Linked DNA regions of Mus musculus: region 1 is linked to region 2. Evidence: chromatin contacts called from public Micro-C data. All regions are on one chromosome and are shown on one strand. Each heading gives the region's core, a stretch centred on a gene start, on an enhancer-like site or on the middle of the called end of the contact. The rest is flanking DNA. Distances are from core to core; before and after follow the strand shown. Region 1 has its middle 33 kb from the start of Gm39411. Region 2 has its middle 44 kb from the start of Mrps22.

What was found. A called contact is a pair of places that touch in the nucleus more often than the background predicts.
Region 1: a contact with region 2 is called in a Micro-C map of granulosa cells, with 4 times the contacts expected there. The contact joins two enhancer-like sites. A contact is called at or near these places in 1 of 15 datasets of contacts at CTCF or cohesin (pro-B cells) and 6 of 484 Hi-C or Micro-C datasets (Sertoli cells, cumulus cells, granulosa cells and 2 more).

Annotation. Positions count from the first base shown.
Region 1 is chr9:98,712,842-98,719,651 of GRCm38.p6, reverse strand. No RefSeq gene overlaps it. Among named protein-coding and RNA genes, the nearest start is that of Gm39411, 33 kb to the left of the region's middle. Within about 2 kb of position 4,816, at least 4 of the 459 cell types and tissues checked have an H3K27ac peak or open chromatin away from gene starts, as enhancers often do. A contact at or near this core is called in granulosa cells, where this site is marked.
Region 2 is chr9:98,642,030-98,648,623 of GRCm38.p6, reverse strand. No RefSeq gene overlaps it. Among named protein-coding and RNA genes, the nearest start is that of Mrps22, 44 kb to the right of the region's middle. Within about 2 kb of position 2,658, at least 9 of the 459 cell types and tissues checked have an H3K27ac peak or open chromatin away from gene starts, as enhancers often do. A contact at or near this core is called in granulosa cells, where this site is marked.

The DNA of each region.
Region 1 (6,810 bases), core at 3,567-6,066, 69 kb before region 2:
GACTGCCTCAGCCTTCTGAGTACTGGGATTAAAGGCATGCACCACCATCACCTGGCCAGTGAGCCTCAAATTAAATGCTTTCATTTATAGATTGCCTTGGTCATGATATTTTGTCAGGGAATAGAAAAATAACACACACACACACACACACACACACACACAAACACACACACACACACACACACACACACACACACACACACACACACACACTTCTTTCTGGAAATCCAAGGCAGAGATGGAGATATGAGACATGAGCTACATGGTCACTATGGTCCTCTGAGTGATCAAGGCCCTTTGTCCTCCATAACTCTTCTCAAAGATATCAGCTTTTTAAAAACATGCTTGACATGTTTGGTCAGGCAGGAAGTAGAGAGCTGATAAGCAGGGAAGGAAACAAGGGAGAGGGCAGTTTGGCTGGCCTTCTCCTGCCTTCTCTGTCTTGTGATTTGCCAACCCAAGTTTGGTCATAAACAACCAGGTCTCTGGGTATTTGGGGATGGGGGAGGGTGTGTACTGCCATCACATGTGCTGGGGACCAGGCTGGTGTCCTCTCATCTTGCTGTGTGGATGGAATATCTGTAAGGGTCAGACACTAAGGTTTTTCTCTTAACTTTTTCTAAAAGAATCATGTATATCTGTTTCTGCTGCTGCTTCTTGGAGTAGTTTGCATCTTTCAATGCAGTTCAGTTATATACAGAGTCTACATCTGAGATGCTAGGGCCTTGTGCTGGGCTTTAAGGAACTCTTCTTTGGTGTGTGTGTGTGTGTGTGTGTGTGTGTGTGTGTGTGTGTGTGTGTTTGTGCATGTGTATGAGAGTGCATGTGTGAGTATATGTGTTTGTGCATATGTGTGAGTGTGCATGTGTGAGTGTATGTGTTTGTGCATGTGTGTATGACTGTGAGTGAGTGTATCTGTGGTCTGTGTGTGAGAGTGTGTGTATAGGTGTGTGTGTTTGTGCATGTGTGTATCTGTACATGTGTGTGAGTGTGTGCATGTGTTTGTACATGTGTATGTTTGTGCATGTGTGTGAGTGTATGCATGTGAGTGTGCATGTAAGTGTGTGTGAGTGTGTGCATGTGAGTGTGTGTGTGTGTGTGTGTGTGTTTTGCAGGTGTCAAATAATAGACAACTGAACACAGTGGATTGATTTCCTCTGCCCTCCTTTATACTGCGCAGAAACATCCATCCTCCCGACCATTTCTCTGTTAATGAGCGTTCAAGATGCTCCTGAAGCTAAGTGCCCATAAGGAAAGAGGAAGGCCAGGTAGCCAAGGGCAAGGTGTCCTCTGGAACAACTGAAGTAACGAGACAACATACTTGCCACCATTTTCACAGAACCCTGACCGTTGTATACACTAAAAGTGCCAGCAGGAGGGTCCGCCCTCGCAGAGTCCGCCCTCGAAGAGTCCCCGCCTCTTGCACAGACTCAAATCCTCAAGGTCAGGAACTCAGCTCTGAGTCAGATTTCTGAAATTCCCTTTGCTTCCTTTAATTGACTTAGACAGTTCACTCTCACTGTACTGATTCCTCCTCGAGATTTAGAATGAGCTTTTACTAAGTGAAGGCAAACACCCTCCTCCTCCCCCATTCTGTCTCACTTGCTGTCTCACTTGCTGTCTCTGGCCACGAATTCCATTCCAAATTAATTTTTATTCCAACATGAGCCACTGTTGTTAGATCTTCTTTGTTTTCAATTCACTCTTATGAGCCCTTCGTGCTGGCATCTGTTATCATCTCAACACTTGAGCGGTGGAGGCAGAGGGATGGAGAGTTCAAGGCCAGGCCGGGCTGTGTAATAGGACGCTATCTTAAAAACAAAACCAAACAAAAAATGCCTCTTGTTCCCTAGCTCTTCTCTCTGGAACATTTGCTTCTTTTTCTGTCCTTTAGTGAAGCACATATTTTGTCTGAGCAGATTCTTGTGCTCTTACCCCTGAGTGAGAGTTAAGCGGGGCTTAGAATTCTGCACAGGCTATCAGTATGCCAAAGATGCTACTGCACTGCCCCTCACGTCGGCATGTGGTACAGACCTCCTTAGTACCCAGCACTCTTAGCACCCTAGAGATCTTTTTTTTGTCTTCTGTGTGTCTGCTCACAAGTTCCTCCACATTCCATCTTCAGAGATGTCTGAATCAAGCGATTTCCTGTGTTTGGAAAATGCTAGCTATCATTTCTTCACAGATCGACCGCTTCACAGTTCTATTTGCCCAACTATGACTTTATAGGGAGCCTGAGTCTCTTCCTCAGACGGTTCCATTAGCACCCATCAGACTTTCCAGCCTTGCCCCATGATGTGTTGGTGGCTCCCTGGCATTTCCTGTCCTCTATCCCTAGGTTTCCGTGTTGGTGCTTTAGCTCCAGCCCCTCGCTGCCTCTGCGGTCTCTGCTCAGTTGTTTCATCCGTCTCTTCAGACTTACATCTCAGTAATTTGCTTCTGTTTGAAGAGGTTTTTTTGTTTTGTTTTTTTCCTAAATGGTTGCTTTTCAGTCACTGTATCTGAATTGAGTTTTTAATTCTCAGTTTTACTTCATTAAATGTTTCAAACTTAGAAATCTCACTTGTTCTTTTAACCAGTCCAGAGTCTTGAGTCCTTCTAGCAACTCTCCTAGCGGCTGCGTCTTGCTATTCTTAGTTTTCTCTGAGTTCATCTATGACTCTGTAGGGAACCTGTGGGGCACACGGGATGGCTTATGACTCTCCCAGAGAGCTACTTGCTTGAGACTGCCTGTTTTCTTGGATGACCAGGGAAGTGACTTTGAACTCCAGACTCGTGCAGTGTAGGCTGTGATTAGGCATGTCTGTCAGCACACCCCTTTTAAAATTTTTTTCATTTCTCTACTTGGACACGAGCCAGGATATTTGTGTCACCTTGTCTCCTTTTGCTGGAGGCAAAGTTTGTTTTTTTTGTTTTTTTTTGTTTTTTCGTGTCTGTGTTTTTGCTGAGGGTGTAAGCCTTTGAGGAACCCACCTTTCATGCTGGGTTGGGGTGGTCATACCCACGGGCTTATTTTTTTCTGTTGCCTCAGCCCTGAGACTTCACTGTGTCGATGTCAGCTATGCTCAGAAGTTGCCTTGGCACAACACTTCCTGTCCAGACTGAGACCCTATGATTTATCTGACATGGGTCATCCGGCTACTCCCAACTCACCTCTGCATTTTTAAATGCATATATATTTGGCAGAATTCCACCATCACACTTAAAGAATATCAAAGCCACACTACCATCAGGAGCAAAAGCCCTCATCCGCGTGTTCAAGTATTATTAGGAGACAACGCCACGGCGCACACCGGCCTTTCGGTCCAGTGTCTTTAATTGCTTTGTGTTTCGACTCTTAGCTTGTGTTAGTTCCTCAGATGTTTCTAGCGTTGGTCTGTGCTTCTAGGCCAAGTGCAGCTCCTGCTTCCCAGTACACACCACAGGCATCCCTGCCTCCGTACCATGGTGTCGGAAGCAGCCTGCACCTTCCTCAGTGTGCTAGCGGACACACTAGCTCAGCACAGATGTGGCAGACAGTCCTTGGCAAGGCCCTGCCCCATCTCAGCACCTCCAGTCACCTTGGAGACGTGACCTTGGTCTCAAGCCTTTGTCTCCCTGCTGGGAAGCTTGCCTCTTTCCCATGCTGGGACCCAGGGAGAAGACGAGGAGATCCCCAGAGAAGTTCATTTTCTGTGACTTAGAAGAGTGTGTTAGCTTCTAAAGAGTCCACTGCTGACCTCGGGTATGTACATGACAGTGGAGGTCACTTGATAGGCAGGTAAGTGCTGCAAGAAGGGACCCATCTTTTTTATTTTTTAATTTGCTCTTGAGAACTTCCTGTGGATAAGGACACTTGACAGCAGAATCGTAAGAGCTGTCACCAGCGTTTGAGTTCCTGTGGTGCTGTGAATGGTTTCCACTGAGGCCTGTACTGTGGGGATCACTCCAGTCGACTCCAAGTGTCCTGGCCTCTCTTAGTGGAGCTATGCCTAGAAAAGAAGAACAGGGAGACCTAGATCATGTATTCAACTGACCCCTTGAATACTTTCAAGTGTCAGACATTTGTTCTTGAATGCTTTGGTGCTGGGTGGTGGTGGTGCACGCCTTTAATCTCAGCACTTGGGAGGCAGAGGCAGGCAGATTTCTGAGTTCCAGGCTAGCTTGGTCTACAGAGTGAGTTTCAGGACAGCCAGGGCTACACAGAGAAACCCTGTCTTAAAAAAAGACCAAACCAAACCAAACCAAACCAAACCAAAACAAAACAAAACAAAACAAAACAAAACAAACAAAACACCAAGAATGAGGTCTGGCTTTTGTCCCCAGGGACCTAGGAAGAGCCTGGCACACACAAACCCCTGTGTGTCAGTTATCATTCTCTGCCCTAGTTTCTCACTGCACAGATAAAGTATCTAAGTCCCAGAGAGGGAAAGGAATCAGGTCAGGGTGGCACAGAGAGTGAGTCTGACAACGAAGGACAAGGGGGATTTGCGTCTCGTGTTCCCTGGAAGTCACCTGCCTATCAAGTGATGTGTACTGTCATGAGCATACCTGAGGCCGACAGTAGACTCCTTAGAAGCTAATGCACTCTGCACCCCCAGGGCTGGCTTGGCATGACCCCCAGCCCCCGTGCCCTTTCCCTGAGTTCCCAGGCAAAGAAGACAGCTTGAGCAACAGCTTCGGTGCAGTCTAGGTCAGGGGATGGGGTGGCCTTCTTCTCCCACCCCGTCAGAGCCCAAACCACACGGCCATGGCTATCAGGCTCCAGCTAGGACTACCCGGGCTGTGCCGGGAGGTGCTGGGGCTTGAAGCATGGCTCAGGACAGGATGACACGGCTGGTGGAGATAATTTCAATCTGCATCTCCAGACAGAGGGAGAAACATAAACACAGGCTGCTGGGCCAGCAGCCCTGGCCGTGGGCAGTGGCCATCATGTGCTCACAGAGCCCACTGTAGGGCTGTCCCCATGTCCTGTGAACAAAGGGATACAGCCGTTTTGACTGCAGACATCTCTACAGGCCAGCCTCATCTGTAGAGTGTCTGAGTGGTGAATTTGGCACGCATGCGTGTGCATGTGTGTGTGTGTGCGTGTGTGTGTGCATGTGTGTGTGTGTGTGTGTGTGTGTGTGTAGGGATGGTGGGTGTTATGAGGAGGGCCATGTCCACTGGCAAAGCTTGGTCCCATCCCACTCTGCCTCATAAGTCCATAGGGCCCTCCTTCCATGGCTCACTTGCTTCCTCCATGCCTCAGTTTCCTTCTCTGTAAAATGGAGATTATTTTAGATGGAACTTTATAGTGTCATTTGAGCTTATTGGTTCTACAAACCATTATCACCACCTCTTGTTCTCAACCTTCAGGCTATGATCTCTTTGTGGGTCAAAAAAACCCCATTTTCTTGGGGGTGGGGTCATATATCAGCTATCCTGCATATCAGATATTTATATTACAACTCATAACAGTAGCAAAATTACAGTTGTGAAGTAGCGACAAAAATAATCTTATGGTTAGGCGTCACCACAACACGAGGAGCTGTATTAAAGGGTCGCAGCATTAGGAAGGCTGAGAAGCCCTGGTCTAGAGATGCCAACTGTAAAGAAAGCCCACACAGCCTCCCTCCCTCCCTCTCTCCTGGAGCTGAGATGGCAGCTAAGATGCATGCTGGGTATAGGCCTGGAGCGGGGCCAGCACGCAGGAGTGGCTGGTAGTGTGTATGGTGGTTGGTATAATTAACTACTGACAACGCGCACCACCACAGCCTGGTTTGCCTCTCAGTCTTCTCACTCTGTTTCGACTGACTTGGATCTCAATTGCTACTTAGTTGTACTCTCCTCCAAGAAGCCTTCCAGGATTTCCCACAGCTAAATTACTACTGCCTTCCCGACTCACCCTGCCCATCTTACTACAGCATTTACTACTGATCTCTGTCATGTCAATGTACAAACTTGTATCCAAACTTGGCTGTATATTCAAGATGTGCAGGGTCCTGCCTGCACATCCCGCTTCCTTCCCTAGGGCCTGGCACATTGCAGATGCCCATTGTGGGTTTGTTGACTGAAGATGAGTCTAGCCATCACTTTCCCTCTTGGGACATCTTTAAGTTATGAGAGTCTGTGACTAAGAATCACTAAGGATCAGATCGAGAATGGGGTTGTGCATATGGGGCACCGAGTCATGATCACTGGCACTTATTAGTGTCCTTACAATGGCTAAACACCGTTAGGGGGCCTTAATCTTTAGCCCACTCCTGTGAGGTCTGAAGGATTATTTCCCTACCAATTTTGGATAAGAAAATAGAAAGAGTGGTTAAGTACCTTGTCCAAGGTCCCCGCTTGGGAATACACATGGAGTCATGACTCAAACCTACTCAGGATATAGCTAGAGCCAATGCACCAGCATGTATGTGTGCGTATGTGTGTGCGTGTGCACGTGTGTGCAAGTGTTCATGTGTGCATGTGTGCATGTATGCATGTGCATGTGCTGGTTAGTGGGCAGATAGGCACATCTGCTTAGGGCTGGTATATTCTGGGCAGCTCCCATTGTGCTTGCTGGGCAGGCTCTGGCTCTAGATAGACCCAAGGCGAGAGGGGACACCTGTTAGGGGTGCACATTTAGGTCACAGGCGCTCGTCCACGTCGCCAGGCTTCATACAATCTAGTGTGGGGATCTGACCTCCTTATGCGGTGGGGGAAAAGATTTCTGAATAGATTGCCAACCAGGCCCTACCCCTGAGGAGCCATCAGGCCAAGGGATGAGACAAGACCGTGAGGATGCTCAGCATGGCTAGGGACCCTCTGGAAGAATGTACATGTGTAGTACCCAGTACTGCCTGG
Region 2 (6,594 bases), core at 1,409-3,908:
CTGAGGCATCGGGATGTCCCTTAGGGAAGGGGCCCGCAGACAGCCCGAAGCTTGAGCCTGTCTCCATGGCCGCTCTCCAACCAGTGCTGGACAAGCTACTGAGACAAGCCATCTCTCTTCCTCACTCTCTGGGAGGAACTCAGGTTTGTCCTTTGCTGATGTTAGTCAGCCTGACATGGGGAACATCTTTGAAAACACTCACATTTCCTGGACAGGCTGCAGACCTTAAAAGGTGATGGTCAGCTGGCTTCGTGAGGAGCCTCTGATACCTGAGCCCTCTGAAGAGGTTCTGCATAGACAGGCATTTAAAATAACCCCCCATTCACATGCATGACTTGATTGTCATCATCCCTACAAATGGTAACATGACTCACTTCAACCCTCCGCAGCTGCTGAGGAACAAGAGCAGAAATCAAACACTGGGCTCTCCTCTGAGCATCCTGATGCTGCATCTGTAAAATGGGATAACATCAGGATGAGCTAATCCATGAGAGAGGCAGCCAGCCCACTGCCTTGCCATCTGTGTTTCCAATATGACTTTTATGGCTTCTAACATGGTGCCTACTTCTAAGCTTTGTCTGCAGCGAGCTCGTCTTTCTCAAATTCCTCTGGGTTTGGCTAAGAGCAATCTGTTTTTCCTACATTTGTCAAGTGGCTTGAAATCCCCAGTACCCATTCATGTCCCTTCCAAGGGTTAGCGGAGCACCTCTCGTTATCTTTCATCACACCCCCCCCCACACACACACACACACACGAGGGGTAAAAATTACATTTGAGAAGAAGTCTGGCTATTGATGCCTGTAAAATGGAGAGTTTGGCGAGACTCAACTCGCCTGGGTCAGAGTGGGAATGAGGCCCAAAAGCAGTCCTGAGCATCTTTAATGATGTGTAGAAAGAGAGGGGCCTCTGCCCGCCTGGGCAGATGGACACAGCTGTTAACAGAAAAGGCCCCGATACTGCAACCGGCATGGTGAAACGATCCCCGAGATGCTTCCTAGCAGAGTTAAGAAATTTTTTGTTGATCGTGCCTTTGAACTAAGGTCATTTAAGTATACAACAGATGTTCCTCTGAGGGAAACAGACTTATAAAGTCAAGAACACAGAAGGGACCTAATGGTTCACTGGGGGTGGCGCATTAAGTTCATAGCACTTCAGCTCCTCGCAACGTTAAACAAAACAATGACGCAATTTTATGCACAGTAAAGACCTGTCAAAGCAGTCATCCTGGGCAGTGGAGGTCCTTTCAGTCATTCTTTCTCTAAAGATAAACGGAGGCATGGGGATGGACATGCTGGCTGCTGTGGTGAGGCGGTCCTTTGTGTGGTACCCCAGCCACTCAAGGCTGAATCACCAAGGATAGCGGGAGGCTAGAGCATGGGGGAGAGGATGGGACAGATGTGAATACAACAGCAGAAGAGCTGTGCTCTCGTGTCTTTCTTCCTGCCTGGGTTAGCCTGCCAATGGGCTGAATCGGTGGTCACCGGAAGGTAAGGTTGGCAAGGGACTGGGGTAATACCCACTGCCTCATAAGCCCCTTCCAGCCTACATTGTCACATGTCAGACTCTGCCAGGAGAGCCTCGTCATAGAGACTATTTACCAAGTAGCTGCTAAGTGTTAGGCACACTACTGCAGTGTGCTCTCTTGAGTCATGTCTGTACCCCTGGAGCAAGGCTGGAGACAAGTGAATTTGAAGTCAGCAAGACCAGGAGATCCTCACCCTGGCCTCCATCAGCTGTGTGACCTCTGGGAAATCACTTTACCACTCTGAGCCTTGTTTTCCCTGTGGAGTGATCAGACTTACGACACAGGTCACATCAATGGGGCTCGAGGGAGGGGAAAAAAATAGATAAAATTCTCAGTATGGTTCCTGGCACAGTGGGCATGTTTCTCCTCCCTTCTCAGACAGCACACCACCCATGCCTTCAGAGAGCTTACCATCCGGATGGACAGGCAAGCTCCGTGCACACAGGCAGAGGGTTCTCCCAGGTCATGAAAAGGCTACAGTAATGAAAAGCACAAACATATAGGTGCTTTTAAAGTGGAGTGGAGGGTGGCCACTTTGGATGATCAAGGATGGCGTTTGGGAGGTAGAGGTCTTTGGTGGAGCTGGCAGATCCCAGAAATGGAAAAACAGACATTCAAATCAGGCACAACGGGGGAACACTCTCCTAGTGCTGAAGGTCACATTTGAGGTCATTGTCGAGACAGCCAATCTGGTTGAGTGTGGAGTTCAGTGTGTTAATAGGTAAACTCTAAGATCCTTGGACGCCGAGCTTAGCTTTCCCTGAAGAGAGCATTAACTCATATAGCTCTTTGAAACAATAAACAAAATCAAATTAGTGTTTAAGAGTTATCCAGACAATGAGTGGGGGGAAACCTGACACATTCCCCATTCCTGTGTTCATGGCAGTACTACTAGTCTATCTCTTTGCAGAGGCAAGCAGAGAGTTTAGCAACTGTTACAACATTCTTATCCTGGAGTGAAGAAGGTGCACTCTGGGTATTTAAGAGTGAGTTTTATTCCACTTGAAGGGATAATAAGGAGTAAAGGGGCTCGTTGTTAAAGTTTTGTGATCTTCCATCTGCAGAGCTCAGGGTGCCAGAGTCCTCTCTGCTTTCTAGCTGCAGTGTTCACCATCCTGAGCAGTCTCTGGTGCCCCCTGTTGGATGCCAGATGTAAGTCTGACTGCTGCAGTCTGAGCCTGGAGGGAGAGGGACTGGAGCCTGGTGGGGTCTGGCTGCGGGGCCTCTGTGTCTGAGGTTCAGTAGAAAGTGGTGAGCTGTGGTCTGCCATCTGCACCCACGCTGGCAGCCATGTACGGCTGAGATGTCTGACTGTTTGGGCAGGATCTTGGCAAGCTTGGCCTGACTCTGGAAGCAGGGTGGAATTTTTCTGAAATGACAGAACCATTTAAATATCTCAGGGTTTTCTAAAGTCACCAGAAATAGAAGGCAAGTCTGCCTCTCATTGGTGAAGTTTCCTTTTTATTTGTAAATAGAGCCAGTTGTCACCTGGAGGTGGCAGCTCCCTAGGCCCACTGAATTCAACCCTCCCTTGCAAGAGACAGCAGTGGCCACCCTTCAACCAGAGCTCTCTGTCTCTGTCAGGGCCTGGCTTCATGTCCCCTGGCATTCTAGGGAGTTCCAGAGTGGAAGGTCAGCTCACTGAAGAAGCCTCTGCTATAACCTGGAGAGGGACCATACAGCTGTTGTCCTGGGGGTGCCCACAACCATGCTCCAGCCCTGCCAACCACTGATCATCCACTCCTTAAACCCTAGCAAATGCTATGCCTCAGCCTCTGAGAAAGCCCAGAGGCCCAGCCACTCTCCCATCCATTCTCCCAGTCATCACCCACCCAGAGGACCATAGCAACCTCCTCCGTGGTCTCCTCCCATACCTGCCACCTTTCTGCCCAGTACCAAGTAATCTATCTGAAGAGCAGAGGCTGATCTGGAGCTGGTCTGGGTGCATGCACACAAGAGTGAAGGGACTGGCACTTTCCTCGTCCCCATTTTATAGATAAGGAGACAACAGAATGCTAAATAGTACAGTGGTGGTGACATTCCTATTGGAGGCAGAAGCAGGATGGAAACCCAGCTTGTCCAAAATCAAGAGGTTAACCTCAAACTCTCCTGGCTCCCTGTACAACCACTTGCTGTGTGCCAGCTCTGTGCTGGCAGGTCACAGGCTGCCCACTGCACAAGAAGTCACAGTCTTGTCAGACTGTCCCTGAACTCTAAGGCTCTTACCCCTCTCACTCCTCTCTGGCCAGCCTGGACTAGGGATGCAAGTCAAAACATCCCTTTAAATTTGAACTTCAGATCAGCAACAAACACTCTTTTAGGATAAATATATCCTGAGGTATACTTATGCTGGAGAAATGTCCATGGCCTCTGTGAAATCTGCCGCTTGTGTTTGCCGTTTGTGTGTATGTATACAGGCTATTGAAAGCTGGAAGGGGCCTCTGTTCCTCCTACTGGATGATGCAGTTTTGGCCAGCAGTGTTCTATTCTGCCTGCCTGGGTCTCTTGTCCTTTGTGCTTGGCTAAGGTATCCCCCCATCAGGAACTCCTTCCTGATTCCCAAGCTAAACTAGACACCCCGTTGCTTTGCCTCAGAACCTCCTCTTCTTCATGTAACCTGTGGCCATGTATCACCCTCCCACCCCCACCCTTCAGTCATGAGCTCTTCTGGTGCCTGCAGCTCATGGTTCATGCCACTCACTGTGTTATTAACTCTCCCTGCTCTTGGCCCGGCTGGCCCTTCTTTGTGGAAGCCCTCTGTTTATCTCCCCATACCCCAGTTTAGCAGATTCACTATGGTCGATGATGGCAGCTCTGTCTGGGGTTTGTAAGAGTGGGTCCTAAGAGCTGTTCCTGCCCTCTGGAAGCTCACAGTGCTGGAAGGTGGCATAGTGTAGAGTGTATCTCTGGTTCAGTGTGCAGAGGAAGTCAGGAAAATAGCCTGGCACCAACATGTGGGGCAGTGGCACCTTCAGGCCTCTTGCCCTTGGTCCTGAAGATTTCTAAACAGACCTGAACCACAGGGAATCTTGGGGACTTTCTGCTCCTGGATCAGCAAGAACAGGGACTCTGCTCACTACTTCCCTCATTGCTCCCCAGGTCCCTAGCTCCTCCCTGGCTGCTGTGAATTATAAGTAACAGAAGCCATGACTCAAACTTCCACCTTCTCTCATGCCCAGGAAGCCAATTCAGTGGTATGGGTGTCTCTGGAGCCCAGGTCTTCTCTCTCTCTCTCCTTCTGTGTGTTTGGATGGGTGCCAAGGTTAGGATGGTTCTCTTGAGGTCTCAAGGCAGTGGCACGTGCACCTGTGTGTTCCTTTGTTCACACCCAGTCTGGGTATGGGTGAGAATCGGTTTCCCCAATCATGGCACATAAGTCCTTCTCGACATCCTGATGAGGACAAGGACCCACTCTGGAATGGGGACAGATGACAAGGAAACCCCACGCTCTCATAGCTTGGGGCCAAGCCTGCCAAACAATTATACAACACTTAGCACTTCACTTCAACTCAGCATCCTAGATCACAAGGAGCAAGCGCCAGTTTCTGTTTATCAAGCAGTTAAGTACAAGTAATTTAATAAATATGTCCCAACAACTTAGCAACTGTTAGAAAACATATTGCACATAGATTAAAAGAAAAATAATTATTGTCAGCTGACCACAATTACTGATGGCATATGCGTGCCAGTTGGACACTGAACAATTTCTCAACACTGGGAATTGGTCTGCATACCAATTCTCCTGTTTTCTTATTTACACAAATTCTTGTTTGGTACTTGATTTTTCCCCCCTAGTAATGACCACTAAAAACCTGGCTTCTCGGAGTTAACCTGTCATTAGAACTGAGAATGTGAGCTGCCGTGAGCTGGCAGGTATCATGATTCCAGCATGTCACTGTGTTTCCTAGAAAACGGAGACCGTCACCTGGGAATCACCTATGGCGTTGGTGTGTTGACTGGGAACCATGGTCTTGGTTGACTCTTGGGTCTCATGGAGCTGAGTGCACAGGGCAGCAGTACCCAGACAAAGCAGAAGCCCTGCCTGGTTAAGAGAACAAGGAAAGGGCATGGGGGAGGGGCAGGATCAGTGAATGTTGACCTACGAGGTGAATATTGCATAGAAAGGAAAGACATCTCCAAACCCGTGTTCTGGTGCTCCCATTGCGAACAGGGGAGTTTGCGGCTGAATCCAAGTGACTGCCTGAAGTCTCACCTGTAGTGTGGGTGGTCCAGCCTGTCACCTCTTTAGTGCAAGCTGGCCTTGAGCCCTGCTTAGGAGTCCCTGTCACTTGGTTCATTTCCAGCTCTTCTCGCCCCAGTGTCTGAGTGAGATCTCTGAGATACGTCACTCCTGTCCATGAGGCCACCCTGTCCAGGATTCAAGGACGCCTGTTGCTCTAAGCACAATTGACTGGGCACTGTAGCACTACCAGAAGCCAGGTAGCCCCTGACCTTATACCCTCTGTAGCAGGCAGTCCTGGCTTTTCTGAGAGCTAGCTAGACTCCAGGCTTGAGCCTAGGTAAACTAGGAGGTGTGACTCGAACATGGCTCTTCCTCTCCATCCTCACCCAGAAAGAGGGTCCAGTCGTGACCACTCCCACTCCAGTGTGAACCTGTTCCAGGATCCCCAGAATCTCCAGGAAGTACCCGCAGCCTGTGTCACTGAGGCCTTTGGGGGACCCCAGTGCAATTCCCCCTTGGCTACTGCTCAGCCTTATCGGGGCTGGTGTCCTTGCTCCCAAGCCAACTGAGTTCAGACAATCTCGGAGCAGATTGTGTTCCCAAGCCTCTGTGGCAGCCAGAGCTTTGATAACCACCTGGTGGAGTGGCCTTCAACTCTCCTCCCAAAGCAGCCGGCATGAGAACCATCTGCAGTCAGGCCTCTGGCCAGCTGAAAAAGTAAGGCCCTACGTGGGCTGGAGAGAGGCAGCACAAAGCAGCTGCAAAACAGTGTGAACCTCTCCCTTTCTGCACTTTTAGAGCTCTTCAGCTCCCCTGGAATAGGATTCCAAGCAAACAAATGCTACAACATGGAGCCCCCCCCCCTCCCCATATCATACCTGCATGG